2 separate regions of the Mus musculus genome follow, and region 1 is linked to region 2. The links are chromatin contacts, called in public HiCAR-type maps. All regions are on one chromosome and are shown on one strand. Each heading gives the region's core, a stretch centred on a gene start, on an enhancer-like site or on the middle of the called end of the contact. The rest is flanking DNA. Distances are from core to core; before and after follow the strand shown. Region 1 has its middle 7.4 kb from the start of Gm36356. Region 2 overlaps Dock1 (dedicator of cytokinesis 1).

Region 1 (6,453 bases), core at 1,029-3,528, 610 kb before region 2:
TGGGTAACTGGGTTCACTGGTGAGTCAGGCAAGTCAGATGGAAGGTCCAGGCCAATGGGAAACCCTATTTTGAAATTCAAGGTGGAGGGACTCTTGATTCCTCAGCTCAGATTGATTCCTGGCTACTCCATGAAGGCTCCCCCACACTTGCGCGCGCACACACACTTATAATACATACAAACTACACATACATATGCACACACAAAAACACTTACTGGCAGTAGGTGTGCTGTCTACCAAAGCAATCTGCATGGCAGTGCCACCTTTCACCCTCCAGGCTTTATGGAAACTCCTTCCCCTGCTAATCCTTCAGGGGCGACTTTAGTTACACATCAGGGTGTGAAGCAATCTCAGCCTTACTCTGTGGAATGGTTTCTTCCCCGACTCGATGAACAGCTGCACTTAAGAGACAGATGGCTCCCGAAGATGGGGAGATTCTTTCCCACATCCCTATCGACCTGTGCTCGTTGATTTACCCGGCTGCTTGGTGAAAGGCCACACTGTCAGACCTTAAATCAGCTCACAGTGACACCTGCCAGCCCCCCTCATCTGTCTTCATCTGTCACTGGTGAGTTCTGGAAAAGGCAGTTGTTCCTGTTGGTCCCTACTGGATGGGTGCTTCTCTGAAGCCTCCACACGGTTCTGTGATGCTCTCTCCTCAGGCTGCTACCTGGCTGACAAGAAATAGGCTTATCTTTGCTGCGTGGGTGAGACAGAAACAGTGCTGTTTGCACCTGAAATCTCTCCTCCCTCACTTCTAATCTTTAGGGGGGAAACTGACATTCCTGTTACAGAGTAAAAGACCGGGGGGGGGCATTTTAAAGGTATTTTACTTTATGTTTGAGATGATCCCAGCTAATTTGTTTGAAAAGTGTAAGCAGCAAATTGTTATTTGCTCTCTGTCTCTGTGTCTGCCTTTGCCTCTGTCTCTGTTTGTATCTGTCTGTCTGTCTGTCTGTCTGTCTGTCTCTGTCTCTCTGTCTCTGTCTCTGTCTCTCTCTCTCTCTCTCTCTCTCTGTGTGTGTGTGTGTGTGTGTAGATCAAATGTCTTTCTTAATCATTTCTCCACATTAGTTTTGGGAGACAGGGTGGCTGACTTACCAACAAGCCCTGGACACATCTGTCTCTGCTTCCCCAGCTCTAGGTTCCAGATGTGTTATTATTATTACTATTACTATTATTATTATTACCTGTGTGTTGGGTCATCTTACTTTCAAAACAAGCACATTACTGCTGGGGCCATCTCTCCAGCCCCACGAAGTGAACACTTAGACCCTCACGGTCTCCAGAGCACTAATCTCCATTTTCTGGAGCATTGTATTAGTAAAATTTCTTAGCCCAGACTCTGTTCTCAGCAGCCTCCTGTCACAGGGGAAGGACCTCGGGGACAATGGCAGAGATACTCAGCAGGCAAAGGCGGGCACTAAAATGTGTCCTTTTTCAGGATGATGGGACCATCTTTAGCGTTAGGAAATGAATGCGAACACTTCGAAGGTGACAGTTCATGAGCTGAGTGATGCTTTGAAACAGACCCAGAGGTAGTGTCCCACATGTGCACTGTTCTCAGAGAGGCTGCTGGGGCAGGTAGGGGGAGGAGGAGAGAGCATGTGACAGTCAAGGGGAGGCGCTGGTGTGGCACAGGCCCCGCTGGTGTGGTGCGGGTCCGCTGGCTCTGGCTCTGTTGCTTGCTTCTCTTCCTATAAGATGTGGACTGGGCAGACCCCTTAGTGCTGTATTTTCCAACCAGAGGCCAGGACAGCTCTGCCAAGAGACTGTCACCACCAAGACACCACTTTCCCTTTGCAGTGAAGTTACATACCCTCCTTTAAGTTAGACTCTAAAGTCTAAAAGAGGGTGTTTACATTCCAAAAGCGACAGTGACCTCTCCACCCTAGAGGCACATTCACCTGTACACCACCAGAGGGATTTCCTGGGGTGCCTGCCTTCAGCGTCTGCCCTCTAAGAAAAGAGTCCTGGGAAGGAACAAACCGACTCTCCCTTGGAAGGGGCGTTTTGGCAAGTGTCCAAGGATAGCTCTGCCTGCCATTTCAACAGGATAACTTCATCAGCATTTCTCCAGCACAGCTTTGAGGGTTTGAAAAGCTTGTTAACAAAGAGAGAGAAGGAGAAAGGGAAGGGAGGGTGAAGGCCTTTCCTGTTGTATCACTTTAAACAGAAAAACAGAATTCGGCGGGCGTGGCGGTACACATCTACAATACCAGCATTCAGAAAGCGGAGGAGGCAGGAGGACCACTAATTTGAAGCATGGTTTGGCTACGCAGCAAAACTCTGACTCAAAATAGTAGACAAAACAAAAGCAAGGGCTGAGAAGATGACTCAGCAAAGTGCTTCCCGTGCAAGCATAGGACCTTGGCCTGATCCCAGGACCCATACACAAAGTTAGGAGTAGTGGCCTAACCTAGTGTTAGGGAGTTGGAGCCAGGCAGAGCCCCACACAGATTCCCGGGACTCAGTGGCTCGTCAGTCTAGCCTACTTAACAAGCTTCAGGCCAGTGAGAAACCTGTCTCAGTAAAAGTTAGACAGATGAAAAATGATACCTGAGCTTATTCTGTCCTGGACACGCCCGCCCAACACACACACACACACACACACACACACACACACACACACACACACACCACATTTGTAGTCATATGAACATCCATACAAACTTAGAGAAGAAAAATAAGTCACCAAATCAGATCAGTCCAGCTGTGTTGCCACCAATAACACTAGATACCACCTGACAGTCTGCAGAGCCCAGAGGGGCTGAGGTGCTCCAAACTTTCTAACCTTAGAGCCAATTAGATCATTACGTTAGCTATGTTCAAATATCCTTGTCACTTCTACAAGGGAAATGACAGCCCTCTCCCTATTCATTTTTCTGAGCTCTTTCAGACATATGTGTGTGAGAGAGGCCTTAAATAAGGAGACATGTCACCGGATGCACAGACGTGGTTTTGTGACTTTGTTTGTGCTGAGACCTTGGGCATCCTGTGACACTCACCGTGTCAGAGACCATATGGCTGCAAGGAAAAATTAGGCTAAATTAGTAAAAGGACAAATTTTGTCATCTGTCAAACCATATTTCATCTTGTATCATGATCACAACTCTAGAGTTTCAGTGTCTCACCCAAAACACTTCAAAAACCAAAAAACCAAAAAACCAAAAAACCAAAAACCAAAAAGAGGACAAGGCTGCAAAAACCAGACAAGACAGCTCGGACTTGGCGTTCCTGTTTTTGTTCTGCACATGAGAGCAGAGGGCGGTCTCCCTTCTGTCTTCACCCCTGTGCCCCAGGAACATCTCCAGCCTCCTGCCAATTTTTAAGGACTCTGGATGTCTCCAAAGTCCTTTTTGGCATCATCCAAAAGAGCTTAGCTCGGGGTTTCTACCGAGACGTTGACTGTGAGTGATCAGATACTATGATGGTGTGTAGATGTGTGTCCCCGTAGCATCTCCACTAATAAAGCAACAAGAAACTGCTTTGCCAGATCTGTCAGCTGCCTGCCATCACCTTTGTAGCCAATGACAACCACGTGAGTGGGTTTTACAGAGGTTTCAAATGGTGGCCAGGGAGGCTGGCTGTAAATAGAAGATCTTGTTGGACAAAAGTCTATAGGTAGGTTTATAACTGGGTTCTAAGCCTTGATATCTGAGGCTAGATCATTCTCTGTTGTGGAACTATCTCCAGCACAACATCTTCAGACCATTCTCTGTTGTGAGGCTATCTCAAGCGCAGTATCTGCGTGTATGACCTCTGTCCACTCATCCCCTGTCCACTGCTTCCTCCTTTAGCTGTGGTGAGTAGATAGGTCTCCAGACATTGCCAAGTGACTCAGGTGATGACCCTGAGTGAGATCTATAGGTGTAGCTGTAGCATTTGTGTATACATGTGTGTGCACCCACATGTGTTGCTGGTGATGAGAGATCAGATTTAAATGTCCACTGGTGTCCCAGCTTCTCTCCTGAGATGAGGTGATTACCCATAGAGAAGTCTCTTTTTCTTGCAGCAACCTTAGGAAGATTCATCTCTTGTGCTCTTGAAGCCACAAGACTCACCCTTCCTGCACAGCTGCACCTTCTGCCTTGGAAGCCCCTCCCCCTTGGAAGCCCCTCCCCCGACTTGCACTGCCCAGGGCAACTCTGAAAATGGTGATGGGCATTGACAAAAGAAGACAGGTGAGCCCTGGAGTGCAGAGGGACTTTCCCAGGACCCCGGGTCTCCACCTGGGGCCCTGAACCAACTCATCTGGTCATTTCTGTAGCTTCACTTTGTTGATTGTTGAAGAATGCGCCTGGGGACACTGGCTTCTTCCTGTGCACTCTCTGGAAAGGGAGTGCTTCTTGAATTCCTCAGGGGAGGGGGCAGCCTGGTCCTAATTACAGACCTAGCAAGGGCCCACGGCAGGTTTCTTTAGAGTCAGAGGTGGAGACCTAGGGGCTCCAGGCTCTTAGAGCCAAGCATGCTCACAAGCCCGTGCATCCAGTCACCATATCCTCACTCCAGACACCGTCCCAGAAGCTGGAGGGAATCAAGTCAGTGTCTCACTCAGTGTTTCAGCTCTCCGCAGACTGGATGGGATGGATGGTTTGTCTCTCTTCCAACTGCTAATTCCCTTCTGGCCAGTGGCCCTGACCCTCTTGATCTCTGGCCTTTTAGCTTGGCCTGAGCATGCTTATTCACCTCAAGGAGGGCATCTCAGGGTAAAAATACCATGGCATCTGCCTACCCAGGGGCTGGCCCTTCCCTCCCACAAACTCAAAAAACCAGAACCATCTACAGTTAAAGAAAGAATACAATGAAGGAAGTAAGAAAGACATCAGCTAAAGGCACTTGCCACCAAGAGGCTCTGACATACACAGACAGACAGACAGACAGACAGACACACACACACACACACACACACACTAAATATGTGAAATACATTTTTGAAGAGGTATGGGGAGTCCTGAGCAGTTGCAAACAGTACCTGCTCACAGAAGTGAGACCTAGGTTTGAGACCCAGTAGGGACTCAGGCTGATGATGTACAGCTAGGGGGTGGGGTGTGGGAGGAAGTGAGCTGGCAGGCTCAGATAGATCTCAGGCATTCTCATTGATCCATCTCCTTCCTGCTACAATTCATGTACCACCTGCTCTGCACCAGGTGCCAGACTCAAAGTGCAGGAGAGAAAATCCTTCTCTTCAGGAGCCTGAGGCTGAGTGAAGCAGGTGGACAGACCAGCATCACCCCTGTGGCCTTACGTGGCCCCTGGGGAGGTGGTAACATGGCTTCTTTCCTCTAAGGAACCTTCCTGAGGGTAGACACCACAGTGAGCCTGTTTGTGACTGAGGGACAAGTGGGAGAAGAAGGAACTGAGGGTATCAGGTGTGGCTTTGGTTGGGAGAAGGAGGGATAAATGGCCAGAGATGAGATGAGCCAGGGGTCGGCAGATAGTGACTTGACCTTTGACCCCTGGCGGAGTTAGCCTAGTCCTCCACACGACAGCAGAGCAGAGTTCAGTGTGCTAGGCAAAGGGAATAAAGAGAGCTCTGTTCTTCTCGAGGGGGAGGTCCTGTAGGCTCTGCCATCTCTCCGTAGGGTTAGAATGGCTGTCGAGAATCCCAAGGCTCATGAACAGAGCAATGGTCATGCCAACGAGGAAGAGAATGCAAATGTTTTCATGGAACTTTCTTCTCTGCTTCCTGAGCCCATGTCTGTCCTTATGGCTGCCTGAAATTGTTCAGGGTACAAAGGACAGTAGAAACTTGGCACCCCCAAAAGGGGGCAGCAGCATGGCAGGTTATGGTCTAGGATCGAGGAGGAGGAGGATGTGAGACAACATAAATAAAAGTCCAGGCATTCTGCTGTCTGAGGTTGGTATTTCCCAGTGGGTCTGGCAGTTTGTCTGGCTTTCCATCCTGAATGCTGGGTCAGCAGGTCCTAGGAAGCCTTTAGTGGAGCCCACCCACAGGAGGGGATCTTGGGATGATGGACAGCTCTGCCCCACGCTAACTACAAAGGGCAGGTGAGTGGGTTCCCCTGACCCAGCCTCTGCTCTCCAGAAGGCGAATGCTGCCAGGGGAGCCTTCCCTTCCCAAAGATGTTGGTCTAGAATCCAGGTGTTCTTAGCTTCCTAAGAATTCCTAAGAATTGTGTGTCCAATTGGACAGAGTCTGCATGATAGTCAAGTGTCACATTGTCAATGATGCTGCCAAGTTTGAGGACTAGACACAGTTCTTTCCTAAATTGTTCTTCTCAGAACTACATCAAGTTAAATACGTTTTCTCCCAGCTAAACCTTTTCAAAGACATTATGAATGGAAAAAGAAACGTGGAAATATTCTTTTAAAAGAAAAATTGCCCATTGGCTTTATATGATTTCAAAAAAGTTAAGTCCCATATTCAAACACTCAATAAGCATTATTGTGGCCACAGCCTTCTCTTTCCTCATTTTCCATGTTTTTGGT
Region 2 (6,097 bases), core at 1,329-3,828:
CAAGCAGCTTCCTGTAGCTGCAGATAGACCCTGGCCCAGCCTTCCTGTTCCCCCTGTCCCTGCCTCAATGTCCTAGAGCCTCTGAACTGTGAGCCACAATTAACTTCTCCTCCTTTAGTTGACTCTTATCAGGTCTTTAGTGAAAGCAAGAAAAAAAGTAAGAAATTCAGAGTGGATGACTTACTCCTGAAAGGAAGGAACAAACAGGAGTGTGTGTATGTGTGTGTGTGAGTGAGTGTGAGAGTGTGTGTACCAGGAAGGCATCCTGACCATGCAGGAAAGAGCTCAGAACAAACCCTTTTTACTTAAAATTCTGACTAGAACTGAGAGCACCAACAGGCAGGGGAACCCTAGGCATACTGAGGAACCTTGGGCACACTGGAGACCCTTGGGCACACTGGAGCCCACCCCCAATCTTGCTCATGGGTTCAGTCTCCGTTTATTAGTAACATACAAAGGTGTTTCTGTCCTGATGCCAGACAGCAGAATGATCAGTGGCGTTACCTATGTGTCTACTTTACATTTGCACAAACAGACATGGTGTGCTGGTGATGGGAAAGAATGGGTGGGACATTCATATGCCTGCCTGCACCAGATTCAAAGTAGAGAAATAAAATGCCACTGGAATAAAAACAAGATTTAGAAGCTCAAGAAGCACCAGGCGCTTCTACCTGTGGGGAACAGAGCAGGGAGCTTCAGGTGGCACAGTTGGCTTCCTTCATGTATCACTTAATAGATGCAAGCACTATAAAAACGAAGGGAAACCACCCTGCTAAGCCTTCGCCTGAAGAATGAGAACTTTGGCCTAGGGAAACATCTTAGCAAGAAAACATTGGAAAACAAAGAACTGACTTCAGTTCAGAAGGGTGAATGCTACGATGTAAATATGGTACAAGTAACTCAAAGGTAAAAGTCTACAGAGAGAAAGGCTGAAAGTGAAGACCATTGCTTTTTCAACACATTTGTAGCATATGTCCGGCTTAGTCAATGGCAGGTGACGCTGTCCATGGCATGACATCATGACTCACCACATCCTTCCGGTATAGCACCTCCAGGATGTTGCTAAGCAGCTGGCAACAAGCCTCCAGCTCCTCCTGCCTCTCCAGGTGGTACTTGAGCTGGTCTGTCATCATGGGGAGCAGGATCTCTCTGCAGTCTGGATAGAATAGGATTGTCAGTCAGTGGGAAACACCATGGAATCCCTCAGATCTGCAAGAAAGCTGTGAGCCCCCTTGAGTGTCTGATTCACAAGGTGTGGAATGGAAAGGAACACCCACACGGGCAAACGGATTGATGGCCAGGAAGCCATTTCCATTGCTGTCAATCATTCACAGACGGTTACCTGCATGCATTGGCAGGTCTCTGTGTAAACATAAGTCACTAACATGCTTGTCACATAAAAATATACACATGTACATCCCCCCCACAGTTGCACATGTGATAGGTTATCTACTAGCATCTCTTATCTACAATGCATTCAATTGCAACATTAAAAGGAATACATCCTCCAACAAAAACTTTCCTAACTGCAGATTTCCAGCTTTTTCATAAAGCAAGCATATGGGATACCCTTCTTAAGTTAAAGAGCTCAGCCCAGGGATGGGACAATGGTGCCCGGCCCTTCCTTCTTAGAAAAGCTCTCTGGAGTAGGCTGAGGAGGCAGGATGAGAAAACAGAAGCCAGGGGCAGAGAAACAGGACCGTGAAGAGAACCTTGGGAGTTGAGGATGTAGGTCATTGTGGTTTAGTTAGGAAGACAGCAAGACTTAAACATGAAGAGCAGAACACCATGGGCTCAGGTTAAGGACGAAAGGAAATTCCTAGCTGCCGCTTCCAGTTTGGAAATCTCGCTGAACCCCGACAGCATCCACTTTCCAAAATGGCCTGCCTATTTGGAAAGGTGCTGTAGGATGGGTTTTGGTCCAGGTGTGAATAAGAAAGGGAACATTTAAAAAGCAGCTGAGCCAGGATTCCCTGCCTTTTGCTCTCTGTTCTGTTCAAATGTGATGTGGTGATGAGTGGCCCCTTGTTCCGACACCAGTGCAGCCATTTTTGCCTCCTTTAAGATGCAAAGCAAGTGAGCACAGCGGAGCTCTGCCACCGGAAATAGATGTAGTTGGTTTTCAGGACTGTACATTTTAGAATTTACGACATTAATGATACATAAAAGCATGTTTTGCATTAATGTTCCAGGAGTTTTCTTACGGAAGGAAAAGGAAATCACACACAACAATGAAAGAGCTCCTCCACACCTTCAGAAACACACTCTGCACTCAAAGCCCATGCTGAACTCTCCCAAGAACAACAGTTTAAGGAGAGGTGGGAGGAAGTCCCTTCCGGGGCAAGGCAGGAAGAATCAAATAAATAACACAAGCCCCTCTGCCCTATGGTCTCCCAGTGAGACACACATAGATAGCTCAACCAGGGCATTCCCAGATTCCACTTGGGTCTTCCCCCTAGACAGAGACTAGGAGGAATTCCACATTCCAGAAGAGGAATGGCCCGGTGCATCTATACATGATGAATAATCGTCACTGACAACTTGTCAGGCTTTAGAATGACCTCAACAATATACCTCTGCATTGTCTTTGAGGGTTGCTCCAGAGAGCTTTAACTGAGGACAGCAGACTGTCTCTGATTATGGGAGGGGCTGTAGGATGGGTTTTGGTCCAGGTGTGAATAAGAAAGAGAACATTTAAAAAGCAGCTGTGGCCGGAGTCGCTGCCTTTTGCTCTCTGTTCTGTTCAAATGTGATGTGGTGATGAGTGGCAGCCAGAGCTGTTCCTGCTACAGTGACTTTGGCACACAGGCCAAAAGAATCCCTTAATCCCTTGGGATGACTCTTGACAGATATTTGGTCATGGAGATAAACAAACAAAGGAAAACCTAGGTAATCTAACATGCATATTTTGCTTCCCTATTGACACCACATTTTAATAATCAACCACTGTGCAGATGTAGTGCATAAGACAGGCCAACACTGCTGGACATGACACCAGGAGCTGCCTAGAATCCTGCAGAAAGCCAGGGGCAGAGGGGACAGCACATAGCAAGGGTGCTGTGTGAGCTGGGAAGTTGGCCCTTTGTGCCTGGGTCTCCAGTGTTGGGAAGACGTAATCCTAATTCCCCACAGAATCCTTTCCAGTGACCCCATAGAAGGGTTTTGCTGATAGGACCACGCCCTTTTGAGCTTAAGACACATACTCCAATATGCCAAGGTATGCTGCCACTCAAGATGTAAGAACTGGCCAAAGATAGACTATCCAAGGAAAACAGTACAAGAAAATGGCCCCTGGAACGGGCTATCAACAACATACCGCAGATGCCTTTCCTATAGAGCTTCAATGTTCACAAGCTACAACCACCTTCATTTTAACTACATCTGCTGCCTTGAGACGTATGTGACACCTAATGCACAGCAACCCTCCAGACCAGTACCTAAAATGCTCCCTTGGTGAACAATGCCCAAGCCCTGCCGTTCATGATGGACGCTACCAGAGAGCGCCAACTGAATACCTCCAGCTGAGCCCTCTTTAGCTTCTGCTGGGAACACATGACCTCTATGTGCCCAACTCAACATAGAACAAGCTCTGAGCTATGCCTGTCCATCTAGTTACTCTCCTGTGACTGCCACCATTTTGGAGGTCACATGAATTTCCAAGGTGACTCAGAAAAAGAGGCAGAGCTTCTAAGGCAGATGTCCTCAACCTGTAACTTTTGACACCTTTACAGGGGTCACCTAAGACCATGAGGAAAAAACAAAACAAAACAAAACAAAAAAACAGTTCTTTACATTATGATTCATAATGAGAACAAAACTATAGCTATGAGGTAGCAATGAAAATAATATTATGGTTGGGGGTTACCCCAACATGAGGAGCTGCATTAAGGGGTTATAGATTTAACCACTGTGCTAAGACATAATGAGTAGAAAGCTTTGTGAACTGGCCAGCACGGATCTGTCTCTGAATGGTTCAATGAGAACTGGTTGTTAGGCTCTGAAAACAGTTGTCCCAGCCTAAGACCTGGCCTTACAGTCCCAGTTATCTATTCTGCTGGGAAAGCAGTAGTGGACTACACTGTTCTCTGAGCTGACTGCGTGTGCGGATTCCATTTGTCAGTATTACCTCAGGGTGAAGGAGGCAATTCTGCACACTCATCTCAGCCAAGGAGGTACTGCCCACCATGTTAGGTTCCCCTGTGGGAGCAACCATCACTAGGTCTTAGCAACTTCAGTTGGCTATTATGCTCTGTGTCTTGGTGAGAAGCAACTCCACTGACAGTTTGTCATGTTTAAAACTATTTTAAGCTGGACTTGAAGCCTCATATCTGTAATACCAACACTCAGGAGGCTAAGACAAGAGGACAATTTTGAGTTCAAGTCTGCCAGAGCTACTTAATGAGATCCACACTAGCCTAGGTTACACTGGGGCAAAAAAAAAATAAAACAAGATATCCAAGAGCAGAAAAATTTCCTCCACTGACCTCTCTGAGAAGATAAAAAGTCATTGGCCATGATGATGGCTTGACAGATGAGTGTCAAGCTGTGCTGGGAAAATCGAGAAGAGAAGACTATAATTGTGAAGACAGAGGGAGATGGTGTCTCAGGAAGGACTTGACACAAATCACTCTCCGCTGATGCTCTAAGAAAGAGGCCCAGGCCCAGCAACACCATCATCACAAAATTATCTCCGCCTTCAGCTCCACATCTGAACAGAGATAGACAAATCGGCCAGATAGATCAGGAGGTTTGTCAGACGGCCCTGAAGGGCAGAGGCCATACTGTCCAACCCAGTGATCTAGGGCAGACTTCCAAGACTATACTGTAGCTTACAGCATTGTCCACCACTGTGTCATCAGAAACCTACTGTGCCTCAACGGAAGAAACCCAATGTCCCGAGTAACTGTTGGGAACATAGGCCAAAAGAGTCATGATCTACACCTCCAGGTCCACGCACACAGACCACCAAAAATACGGACGGCATTAACTATGCTTCTTTGCACTGGGCAGTAAACTCTTGAGAGGAGAGTTTCCTGTTCAATAAAAGAAATAATCTCAGCATGTAAACCCAAGGCCTGAGTGTGTGTGTGTGTGTGTGTGTGTGTGTGTGTGTGTGTGTATGCGCCACACACACACACACACACACACACACACACACACATATTACTTTCTCTCCCTTAGAGGTGAGTTAGTTACTATGGACTACCATACGTGTTCCTTTTACTTGTGAACCACAACAATTTGCACCTGCTAAGTGGTGAGAAGGCCTTGCCATCCACAGAGGCCCAGCCCCAACCTTGGCAGACAGCGGAAGGACAAACGCCCTCAACAAGAATGCTTCCATCTTACAGGGTTTCTGGCTTGACTGGATGGTTTCAGAGCCCGTCTGGACAATAGCGAACAGCTGAACAAGAGGGCAGGTTTGTGTGTTAACTTGCTTTACTTTGCAAGTGCATGCAGATCATAGGAAGACTAAAGTGCAGGCAGAACTACTGTCCAGTACTGTACCCAGCCCTTAATGAATACTAGCTGTTGAAATTATAATTTTTATAATTTGTGTTATTGTACGTGCAATTTGTATTATGAAAGGCCAGGCTCTTTGAGTGAATATACAGCAGGAAAATTAATGCCTTCCATTGGCCTTAGACTGGATCTACCCACACAGTAGCTATTCTGCTGCCTGCTCCCAAAGCACAGAATAACATTAAGTATTATTTAAAAAAAAAAAACAAAAAAACCTACTTTATTATTTTGACAAAACGTTCAATGTAGCCCAGGCTGGAATGAATCCAACTCATAATCCTATCTCAGTTACCCAAATTTTAGAGTTATAAGTACATACCATACCATATTCATCAAACGAACAACGTTCATGTTTAATGGGTCTTTCCCTGATCTGTATTTCAATCTACAGAAGTTAAATGTTCTTACATGTTAAATCATCGTAGGGCACGAAAAGTACATGCTCCATCATGCCTGGAGATTTTACAACCTATGGTGGCCATGACAGACGTCTCCAATGCCACACAGTGGGCATTCCAACTGGGCATGACCAATATCCTTTCACAAAGACAGAATATCATATCCAGAAAACCAG

Evidence for each region. HiCAR-type assays count read pairs that join an accessible place to other places.
Region 1: a contact with region 2 is called in a HiCAR-type map of embryonic stem cells, with 6 times the contacts expected there. The contact joins two enhancer-like sites. A contact is called at or near these places in 2 of 484 Hi-C or Micro-C datasets (cerebral cortex and pancreatic cancer cells), 2 of 115 datasets of contacts at active chromatin or transcription factors (both in embryonic stem cells) and 1 of 9 other capture datasets (embryonic stem cells).

What each region holds. Positions count from the first base shown.
Region 1 is chr7:135,475,331-135,481,783 of GRCm38.p6, reverse strand. No RefSeq gene overlaps it. Among named protein-coding and RNA genes, the nearest start is that of Gm36356, 7.4 kb to the left of the region's middle. Within about 2 kb of position 2,278, at least 55 of the 459 cell types and tissues checked have an H3K27ac peak or open chromatin away from gene starts, as enhancers often do. A contact at or near this core is called in embryonic stem cells, where this site is marked.
Region 2 is chr7:134,869,117-134,875,213 of GRCm38.p6, reverse strand. It overlaps Dock1 (dedicator of cytokinesis 1), which reads right to left. Exons shown (of 52, transcript NM_001033420.2): 26 at 1,029-1,156. Among named protein-coding and RNA genes, the nearest start is that of Insyn2a, 66 kb to the left of the region's middle. Within about 2 kb of position 2,578, at least 3 of the 459 cell types and tissues checked have an H3K27ac peak or open chromatin away from gene starts, as enhancers often do. A contact at or near this core is called in embryonic stem cells, where this site is marked.